Regions from separate parts of the Anser cygnoides genome. Here region 2 is linked to region 1. Evidence: chromatin contacts called from public Hi-C data. All regions are on one chromosome and are shown on one strand. Each heading gives the region's core, a stretch centred on a gene start, on an enhancer-like site or on the middle of the called end of the contact. The rest is flanking DNA. Distances are from core to core; before and after follow the strand shown. Region 1 holds the start of ABHD10 (abhydrolase domain containing 10, depalmitoylase). Region 2 overlaps PHLDB2 (pleckstrin homology like domain family B member 2).

Region 1 (5,752 bases), core at 923-3,422:
AAGTTAGCCATATGTAGTAAAATCTGAAAAGCTGCGTAAAATACCAGTGAATACTCTGAAATAGCCTCCTTATGATATGCACCCAAAACCTGAGAATGAAAGTTTTATAAATGCATTGAAAAGGGGGACTTGTTACTTATTTTAATTGTTCTCTTTATCGAAGCAAAAGAGCTAAGGCTATTGAGAAAATCATAGTGCTCCAAAATGAATAATCAGGCAACTTAAATTACATCTTGATTCAATGATGATTTTGTACAAATTGTTATGTAGAGCACGTCTACATAAAGTTTACAAATGTGTGTGTTCTCATCAGTATGCAAAAATCCTAGTAATGGAACAAAAAAGTGTAATAGCATATATTTTAATATGCAGCATTTGACATTTATAGATGATTAGGTAACTTTTTAAAACTTTTAGTCAAGTATTTTATAAAAATATAAATAAAAAGCAGCCCTAAGGTACACACAATTCTTGCCTTAGTAGCTAAGTATTACAACAGAGCCAAAGAGTTACATGACTCCCTTACTGTAATGTTTCAAAGTGTTAGTTGTACTTAACTTTCTGTAAGGAGACAGTGCCAAAACTCTTCACGATTTTTAAAGTAATTAAATTTTACAATATTCTGTGTGTTTAATCACACAGTGACACCAACTGTGTGTTTCAAGTCTGTATTTATGGAGCTCAAGAAAAAAGAGAAGGACAGCTTTATAAAGATGGGATTTATCCACAAGGCTATGAAATGGAAACACGTATTAATTTTGTCATCAGGAGGACTTTTTTTTTAATCCTCCACATCGAATAGAATGAGCTGATTCTGGATCCTGCAGCAATTTTATTTTATGTGGTCAGGTCCCATCTAATGTGGTTCTAATCTTACTCTGTGCCAAGTGAATGCTCTATTGAAACCTCGCAAGCTTTGGTCCCCATGAAGCCAGCATCAAAGTATCTAAAATCTATCTAAATTCTTTGAAGTCAAGTTTCCAGCCCAGGAGATTTTTTAAAAGCATATCTGCACAGAATAATGCTGTCAGATAGAATCTGACAAACTCTTAAGAGTTTACACTAAGCAGTGTATGAATAAAAACCCTGAAACTATTAAGTAGCAGGGGGTTAGGGACTCCTAAAACGATGAAAATATGGAGGGTATGGTGGTCTCCCATTTTAGAATCAAGAATCACGTCCAAGTCCTTGAGTAATATTGCAAAACCTCAATTATGTAATTGAACTGTACGTCAAGGAAGTCTCTTATGCTCTGACTTTAAAGAGGTTTTATTTCAGTAATCAAAACTTGTGCCAAGTGGTTTGTGTAATAAAAAAAAAGCACATTAGACTTTTTTTCTTGATGGAAAGTTAATGGCTTTTGATGGAGCAAATTAAAAACTGTAAGCAGAATAGAAGTATGCTGGCAAAATATTTTTGTTATCCTATTTAAACCCTGTATCGAATGGATGAATTCTTCTTTGTGGCATACACAGGTGATACGGTTGCTCTAGCATGACATGGCAGTTTTGACTTGAATCACGAAAGAAGGAAGGGTTACTGCGAGGTAATTGGTATCATCTGTGCAGATCACAGTTTGTAATCTAATGATTTAAAACACTATCAGAAATGAACTGCTTTGTTTTATATAATTATTATTTTTTTCCCGATGTATCTCGATTTTAATTCTAAGTATGGTTATAAAGGTTTTCTAATCATGATTTTTGTATCCTGCATGATGCGATGAAGGCATTTCAATAAACATTTTTAAAAATAAACTTGTTTTAAACATTCACTCGATTCTTTATCCTGGTGTGTTTGTGCTCGTCTTTCAAATAATGTTGTATACACTTGAACAAGCATGTCTGTGTTTCTCAGTAAAAATGCTACCCTTCCCTGTGTTTCCCAGTAGAAGAGCTACTGAAAACAATTTTTAGATGGCAGTGAAATTATGAGTGGGGACTGTGGTGTACATAGGTGTATTATATAACACACTCCTCATTTTTATGACCCTCCCCGTTTGAGAAACATATCACCAGCCTTGCCTGCGGCATTTATTTGGATATTATAAAGCAAGAACTGCTCAGGGGCCTCCCCCTTTCCCTAATACCCGGCTAGGAGGTGACTCAAGGGCAAGCGGCCACCACCCCACCGTGGAAGCCCGGCGCTTTTTGACTCCTCCCCTGCCTCGGGCCCCATCGTTCCCCAGAGAGAGCACCTGCTCCCCGAGCCCAGCCCCTGTCGGCGCAGGAGAGCCGAAGCGAGGAGGCGCGGGGGCCTCGCACCGCCCTGCCCTGCCGTCCCTCCGGGCCGGGCGGGCAGGTTCCGCCCCGCAGCGGCTGCCAGGAGCCGCGGGGCCGGCGGCAGGCCCGTCACGCAGCCGCCATTTGCCGGCCGCCGCCGCATGCGCGCTCCTGCGCCATGGCGGCCATGGGCGCGGCGCGGGGGCTGCGGGGGGCCGGCGGCTTGTGGCAGCCGCTGCGGGCGGCGCCGGGGCTCGCTGGTAAGGCACAAGCCCCCGGGCAGCCCCGCTGGCCGCGGCCCTGGGCGGGCACGGAGGCGGGAGGGCCGGGGGTTGCCTCGTCGTGGCGGCTCGGGGCGTGCGCTGAGGGGCGGGCGGGCGCTGCCTCCCCCGAGATGGCGGGGAGTGCCGGGGGGGATCGTGAGGGGCAAAGCGGGCTGGGGTCAGCCGGCAGCCCCCTGCCCGGCGGAGCTGCCTTCACCCGCTGCTGCTCCAGGCCCTGCCTATGTGGTGGTGCTGGAGCGTTCCCCAGGGTGTTTGGGGATTTCTTCGGCTTTGATGGGCGGCTGAGCTGTCAGTCGTGGTTGCTGCGAGTCATAACTCAAATTGCAGAGTTTTTGGAAGGAATAGAGTTTCATAGCATCGGGCAAGCATCCTATGCCTTCCTCTAGTTAACGTCTGCTGTCCATACATGGCTTCTGGTACTAGATACCACCATGCACCCTCCACAAGTGCTCCCCTGCTCTTCCCGAGGTCTGTCACTGAAATCAGGAGGAGAAATTACTGGATAGCTCTTCAGTTATTGATGGCTTCGACTCTAGAGTGCAACCCCAGTGAAGTGGGCTCTCTGATGGGCTGGCTGAGGAGGTTGCTTTAGGTTTTTGGGTTATTCGGGTTAGCGTTACTGCCGATGCACTTAGAGTAACTTGTCAAGTGCACGAGACTAGTTCACAAGATAGTTTGGACAGCAGCTGTTTGTAGCTCAGTTTAAACCCTGCCCAGTGTCAGTTTGAGGACACCTCCAGAGTGCTGCAGGATGCTGGCCTGTGGTACCTAATCACTTCCAAGATGGTTATCAAGGCTTAAGGGAGGGACCAATACTCCTAACCCTTTTTTTCTATGAGGTGTAGCAATTCTTGGTGTACCTCTTACTGACAGGTGAAGAAGTGACTGGAGTACTTACAGAAACACACATGAACCAGAGGTTGTAGGGTGAATGCATCTAAATAAATATACTTCTCTTGTGGTGTTTATTCCCCTTCATAATAATCAGTGCATTGGTAGAATAAAGAACTGTCCCATCTTTTCATGAGAGATATAGTGGTTTTAATCTCTAGTTCAAATGGGATAATTTCTATTAGAGCAGAACACTAAACACTCACTGTATGCTGTGTCTTTTCTGCACGTACCTTTGCACTCAAATGCATGTGCAATGGAGGAAAAAAAAAAAAAAAAGCTTGAATACAATCTCTCTGATAGTGAGAGAAAGCAGCAGAACAGTGAAGTGATGTGATGCTGTCAAGGCCTGTTTTTGCAGTGTTTTAACCAATGTTTATACCACCAGGAAGGCCTGTTATACCATTTGGGGCTGTGCAGGCTCTGTACCCTACTGTTGATTAGCAGCATTCAAGAACCAGGCCTCTTCTAACCCAAGAATTAAGAGTGTCAAAGTCTTATCAGAAGTCTAGACCAAGCTTTCAGTTTAACAAATTAATCTTGCTGAGTGGGATAATGGAGTGGATTAATTCCTCTTAACACCTCTCTATAAACCACTTACCTTCACCCGTAGTAAAGATAAAACTTACTGCTAAGACTAGATTAAATACTATAGCAGCCACTGAGATTCAGCATTGTGTTCGTTTGGTAGTGTTTCCTTTGTTAATCTCTTTTCCTTGGTGGAAACTATATTTTTGGATGGTTATTAATGTGAATAACAGCCCAACCTAGTGTTTTCTTTTCAAATATGTCTGGTTTGTTATCTTGAACCAAAACAAAGCAATTTTAAGTTCCCAGTACACCGATGGGAAAAATGCTTATTATTATGGGTCTAATAATATGTTACAGGTCACTTTGACAGAAGTTGAACTAAATGATTTTGCATTTTATTAAATATTTCCAAAATATTAGGTTCTCAGAGTGATATTTCATTCTGGATAACTGTAGAACAATCTGAATACTGGTATAATTTATCCCCTCCAGCAGGAATGAACAAATCCACGTGACGGGATATCTGTGCCTCTTTAGGAGATGTATAGAAAATCATAGATCTATAATGGTCCACTCTTTCTCCTTATGGTGTGTGTTTAATGTATTATGTTGTATTTACATACGTTTAAATACACACATTAAAAAATACTTTTTTTTTTAACTTTCTATGTTTCATGTCTGAGGAAAAGACTGCTGTTTAGATGGCAGTGTTAAGTAACTTGACTTGGAGCTTATCACCCTGTTAATTTTCAGTGTTACTAGCAACAATCTTTTAACTTAGGCAGAAATGGCTGTGGATAGTATAATGAGAAAGGCTGCATGTTATTTACGTTATTTGTTTCTGAACAAAGCTAATGTTCACCTTGGAAAAGGTAAAATCAGAAGCTTCTTTCCAAATTCCCACTTTGGGATTTCCCCGCTGTATGGCTCCCGCATAGATCTGGTGGGTCTGGGGTTTTGATGCAGTTGAAGTTTTGACCTGCTGTTGCAATTTTAATGAAAATTTGACATCTCGTGTACTTGTAAACTTACCATCGCACACAGTACTTTGGGTGCAAAATTAATCTTTTTGAAATTCACTCTTGAAATACAAAAAAAGGAAAAATAAAAAGTTTGAGTGGATGAGAAAGCTGTTACTTCATGTGAGATGAGGAAATATTCGAGATGGTATGGAACATGGGGACAAATGAAGTATAGCAAATCTTAGCATTTGTCTTCTGTTGGCCACTTTGCTAATTCCTGAGTGGACTCCTTGCATGGTTGGCTTTAGTACTGAGCAACCTCAAGTCATTAAGTTATAGTCATTGAAAAGTGTAGAAGGCGCTTTTATTTTTCTTTCCTCTTGAGCCTAAGCATCTTAATTTCACATGATATGTACACAGTTCCTGAATTCTAATTTTATAAAATGTTAGCATTTCTGTCAGCGTTATCTTGATGATTATACTAAAACAAATGTTTTTATTAGTTTGCAGGCAGAAGTCATCAGTCAGCTTTTTGACTCGACCAGATCGACCAAATCTAGCTTACCATAGACTAAAAGGCAGGAATCCAGGGGTTATTTTCCTTCCAGGCTTTAATTCCAATATGAATGGTCAGAAAGCAACTGCCCTTGAGGATTTCTGCAGCTCTCTAGGTCATGCCTTCGTCAGGTACATTAAAGCGTTGTCCTTGAGGAAATGAAACAACTGTCATAGGTTGGGAGAGGGGGGTTTAACAAAAACATGTAGACTTCGGTGTTTGGGTTGAATGCGTGCTGTGCTGTACACAAGCTAATGAGTGTCTTTTTTGCATTTCAGACATAGGCTTTCTGTCAGTTGAGGAACT
Region 2 (5,313 bases), core at 2,715-5,214, 49 kb before region 1:
ACTTTTTCTTCTTGTTTTCTCTTCCCTACAGATTCCAGTAAGATTATGGCAGAGTATAGCCACACACAAAACCAGATGGAATTACAAAATACTAGTTTGGGAAAGGGTTCTGTGGCGAATTCCCTTGAAAATGGTCTCCAGGATATTATGGAAAACCTCAACACGAAGAAATATTCATCAAGTCTCAAATTTAAAACAAACGGGGACTATGCTGGTTCTTATTTAACCCTTTCACAACCTGTGGCAGTTAAACCCAATCCTTCCACCAGTGTTAAAAACACACACTCTGTTACCAAAATTCAGGGAGGCAAGCTGTTCCCTTGCGAAAGCCCGTATCTTCCAGATAAAAGCTTCTCTGTAAAGCATTTGAGCTCTGTATCGGGCACATCTCCATCCCTCAGTGGGTACAGTTTAGGAAGGACAGACTTTGATATTCATGCCAACAGAGAAAATGAAAAATCTCTTGGGCACATGGATAAGTTTTACTACTCCAAGTATAGCCAGAAAAACAAATCATATGACAATGTCTACTTCCCAGGAATGCTGGACACGAAGAAGATCTCGGGCTCTCTTCTCACAATGTGGAATGGCAGCTCAGGGAGCGAGCTGATGCTTTCCCCTGTTAGCAATTCAGGGGCAGCCAGCATGCCTTCAAGCCCAAAGCAAGGCAGGAGGATGAATATTGAAGACAGCCTAGCGCTTCATGCAAAGCCAGTTAAACACAAGGATGTGATGATGGAGACTCTGGGTTCACGACCTAGGAAATACTCTGGTGGATCTCTAAGTCATATGGGAATGTACAGCCGTTCCCTACCCAGGCTTCATAAATCAACAGAAAGCCAGCTGGTGCCGTTAAGTTTGCCCCCAAGAAACTCTCTGGGTAACACTAAAAGGAAAAAACTTGGAGAAAAGGATCTACCTCAGAATGCTTTAGATGCTGACAATTACCTGAATTTTTCTTCGTGCAGCTCAGGGGTTTCACCACATGCAAGTTCTGTTTCTGGGAATAATCCCTATGTTAGTTCGACTCTTAGTGTTCCTGCAAGCCCTCGAATCGCTAAAAAAATGCTTTTAGCATCTTCTTCCTCATTTATTCCAGATGATTTTGATAGACTTGGACTCTCAGGAACAAGTCCCAGTAGTTCGTTCTCCCCTGTGGATTTTGACAGATCGTTCTCTGTCAGAAGAAACCTCTCCACCAGTTCCATGGAATTTGATGACACTGATTTGGAAAGTTACAGACAGACGCCCAACTCGCTGCAAACTTCTGTGAGAGAGCGGAAGAACAGCATCAGCTCCATTTCGGGGAGAGAAGACCTCATGGACTACCACAGGAGGCAGAGGGAGGAGCGGCTTCGGGAGCAGGAGATGGAACGCCTGGTAATTTTTTCTTTTCCTTTGAGCTTCTCATGGCAGCTGGTGTTTGCAAAATGTCTTTTCCAGATCTAGCCATCGGGAGGGTATAGCAAAACATAAGCTGTTGTCTTTTGAAATTCAGATTTCACTGACGTCAGATGCAGTGTTTATTACTGCAGTCCATGAAGCTAATGATTAAGTGGCATGCTGCTGTAACAGCTCAGATGGACAGTGCTGTTCAACCATCCTAAAAAATACGTTGTAACCCACACGAATTGTGTTCCTTCATCCTGTGGGCTTTGCTAAAACGTCTGCGTGCAGAAACCCCACAATTTGCACTGCAGGGTTCCAACACTTCTGTTTCAGTTGATGACAGTGTTTGATGGTGAGTGGGTAAAATGAATTTGTCTCCGCTGCAAGCTGCTCGGAGTCCTGTCTGCTGTGCTGTGGAGTCAGATAGGCGTTGGGGTCGGTTTGATGGACATCATCGGAGTTCTCTCCGCTTGGTTGTGGTTTTACCTCCTGAGAATTTGCATTAAAATACAGGCATTTTTGTTTCTCCCTTGGAGAAGTAGCAGAAGGGGACAGAGCTTCTGTCTTTGTGCAGTAGCTGCAAAACTAGTCAACATAAAACCGCATAAAGCCTCAGCCCTGAATTACTCTTGATAGTAAGGCACAACTTCAACGTGTTATTGAAACAACTGTTAGGTAAAAGAAAAAAAAATCTTCAGAATAGTCAGAGGGAGTTCTTGAAAGGTTTTGCAGTGACCGCCTTGGCCCTACTAACATGCATTCATGCTGTACTGATTTTATTGTCCACTTAGGCACTGACCTATGTCATTACAGGGCCAACGTGTATTATCGGGTCTTCGCCCTTAACTTTGGATGTGTGCTTTCACTCCATCTTTGATAGGTTTGGGCACTTGCGAAGACAGGCTGTGCCCCCAGGACGGAGGGTGAGGAGGCCTGCTGCAGGGGGCAGGGGTTACAGACCCCCCAAAGGGTTACGCTTTTGCACGCCCAAGGAGAAATCATCAGCAGAAGTGCTCATGGGTTATGTCCTCCTCTCTCCCTGCTGCTTTCCTGCTCCGTGTTGAAATCTCCTCGCTGTTGCCAGTCGTGATGTTTTGTGTGTGCCAAGTGGCATTGTCGTGTTATCAGAGGGCTTTCCAGACAGCAGCAATGTAAAACTTGAGCGGTGATCAGTCGTGAAAGACAACACAGGGAGTGTATTTATATTTCAAAGAGAACAGCATTTTTTGCGGTGAGGCACTGGAGATATGGGGTTGTTTCTCTATTCAGTAATGCTAAAAATTGTTCTCGTTTTAAATCTGGATGTAATGGCAACATATTTCTCAGTACTGTTCAGTGTTTCTCAGTACTGTTTTTTCCCCCTTTTTGAGTACCTGGTTGAAGGGTTGCATAGCAGGAGAGTGCCTCCTTCCAGTGCTTTGAGGGTCTGAGTAACCCCACAAATAGGTTTTCAGATCTCTAAGAGGAGGAATATATTTGGTTGAAAAGAAAAAAGAAAGCCAAGTCTCTTAATGTTCCTCCGCAAACTGCCCATCAGCCTGTTGTACATTAGGCCCTGTCCTGTTTTGGTTTATTTTTGTCTTTTTAAGTGGTTGAAGGCATGAGTGTATCCAAACAGGGTCCTCATGTATCCAGCCTGAGTTTCCAAAACACAGCTTTGTCTGATTTTATGGCAGGTGGCATGGATGAAGGTTGGAGATCCAGGTCTGCTCAGGCCTGTTTTGGCGAGCAGGGTGTGTATGGGATAAATGAAAACCCACAACCACCAAATAAGTGCCTTTGGATAGCAAAAACTGCATGCCTTGCATTCTCAGAGATGGGTAAAAGTCCAGACTGAGTGTCTGGTGGGTGAACGGCGGGGGAAGCCCAGTCCTTTTAAGCATAAATATTAGACTAATGCTCTGTGTCTTTGAAGCAAGGCAGGCAGAAGGAAAATGTAGGACTGCTTGGAGGCTCCTCGGAAGGATGAGGCCACTCCGCAAGCCAGATGCCGAGCGGAGAGCAGCGCAGCTGGCACCAGCGCTGCCCCTGCGGCCACCCTGCTGGCACAGGGCTGGCTTGGGCCTCGTGTTTGCCAGCTGCTGTTCACCTCTGAATTTTTTGGCAAAGCCCATGTGCATGTTAGAGTTTGCCCTGGTGTCTGCCCTCTGTCTCTTCCCTTTATTTTTACTCCTTTTGTTGTTGCTTTTTTTCCCCATATAAATTATTCTGCGAGTTTTACTTGTGCTTAGTTTGCTTTTTAAGTGACAGAGGCCCCTCAGGAGGTTTGCATTTTGAGTTGCTGCTACTGTCTGCATACAAAACGAAGTGATCTGCTGTCATCACCCAGACAGATATACATAGAATTGTAAAAAATTGTGCAAATAGTGAAAATGCTCCTTGCGGTTTTTTGGAGTGATTAAAACATCTGAGTTGCAATGTGTCCCTATGCACCAAAGAGAGAAGACATGTACATCGTCGCATAGCATTTGCTGTTGCCCCCTCAAGTTTCCTTTCCATGTGTCTTCTGCCGAAACCAGCTGAACACTGGGGCCGCCTTTGCTCCTGCTGGCTCTGTGTCCAGGCTGGCCTGGTGCCACATCTCTCCGGGCGGATGTTGATCCAAGTTTTACACAAGTAGATGCAACAGCGAGCTATTGCTGAGGATGGCCCGCGAGCCTCGTAAACAAGGAAGAGAGTTAACACTGGGATCTAAGAATAGGCAGTGAGATTCAGTCAGCTATTGAATTCGTGTTTTTTATTTCTTGTTCAAAGAGGAAATCTTTATTCTTTTTTTTTCCCCTGTCTGAGATAAAAGGCAAATTGTTGTAGCTGCTGGAACTGAAAGGCGGTTGTTCTCCCCAGCCCGTGAGGAGGTCGGCGGTGGACTGGCACGGCCAGCAGAGCCAGAGAGATATTAATGCCATCTGTTTTGTTTGACGCCCTCCCGTATGAATAGCACCAGCCTTGGTTTTCTGCTGCTGGCTTTCAGGCAGTACGCTGCCTTTCCCCTAGATGGAGGTAGCTACCCAGAAACGACCCGCTCAGCGTGTGCAGGATACCTTTCGTAGCCCAGCTGCCGGTGTGGATCCAAAGCATATGCTCGTAAATGGAGTTTTATGGGATGCAGGAATCGTGCTGGGAGGGATTTCGGCTTATGTGACCAATGACCTAACAAGCAATAATAGAATTAGGAGAGCTTATCCCCCAGTCTGCACATTCGGAAGAGCACTGAATTTCATTAAGTTTATTCAATAAGTAGGAAGTAATACAGAATTACCCCGAGTCAGGAAAGCACTTTGCATTCATTCATTGCAATTTAGTAAGATGTGCTCGTGTGAGGGGAAAATTGAATGGAAATATTTGGGAACGTTCAAGGTGGTACTGCTTTAAAACTATGGTTAGTAGAGCTCATATAAATCTCCATATAGCTTGGAAAAATCTCATATACATATTTAATAAATTTATTTTGGCACTGTCTTTTTATAGATCCTTTAAATGTAAAGCACCTAAGCTGTATTTAAAAGTGTAAGTGACTTGACTTGCCTCTTAGAGGAACCCCAGCCAAGCAGATAAAGGCTGGGTTGAGATAATTTTTCCTACAGCTAGTGTTGGACAGTCTCTGCAGTGTTATAGAATAGCCACTTAACAGCAGTTTAGTTTAATAAATGAACAAGTGCTGTATAATAGGATAAAACAAACAAACAAATCCCCTGCAGGATATAATTAACACTGATAACTCGGTAAATTTTTACTTTAATTATTCCAGAACTTTTCTGTGGAATCTTTAATAATCCAGAGTGTGGATTTAGTGTACTTAATTTGTGCAGCTCTGTGTTTTATTAAAAGGAGCTATATATAGGAAGAAGGGAAGAAATGAATTTCAGTAGACCTGCTTTTAATTACAGAAGTTGAGCAGTGCTCTACAGCTCCTGTCCTCAGCGT

The links. Hi-C and Micro-C count contacts between places; a contact is called where the count stands out from the background.
Region 2: a Hi-C map of liver shows a contact between it and region 1, with 2.6 times the contacts expected there. The contact joins the enhancer-like site here to the promoter of ABHD10 in region 1. A contact is called at or near these places in 2 of 7 Hi-C or Micro-C datasets (both in liver).

The regions. Positions count from the first base shown.
Region 1 is chr1:91,185,609-91,191,360 of Taihu_goose_T2T_genome, reverse strand. It overlaps ABHD10 (abhydrolase domain containing 10, depalmitoylase), which reads left to right and starts at 2,172. Exons shown (of 5, transcript XM_048057396.2): 1 at 2,172-2,482; 2 at 5,394-5,577. The coding sequence starts at 2,401. PHLDB2 (pleckstrin homology like domain family B member 2) reads left to right here. Exons shown (of 20, transcript XM_048057375.2): 20 at 1-1,774.
Region 2 is chr1:91,237,107-91,242,419 of Taihu_goose_T2T_genome, reverse strand. PHLDB2 (pleckstrin homology like domain family B member 2) reads left to right here. Exons shown (of 20, transcript XM_048057375.2): 3 at 32-1,380. It overlaps LOC136791444 (a long non-coding RNA gene), which reads right to left. Exons shown (of 3, transcript XR_010833538.1): 3 at 3,297-4,539. Among named protein-coding and RNA genes, the nearest start is that of PHLDB2, 30 kb to the left of the region's middle. Within about 2 kb of position 3,964, at least 2 of the 3 cell types and tissues checked have open chromatin away from gene starts, as enhancers often do. A contact at or near this core is called in liver, where this site is marked.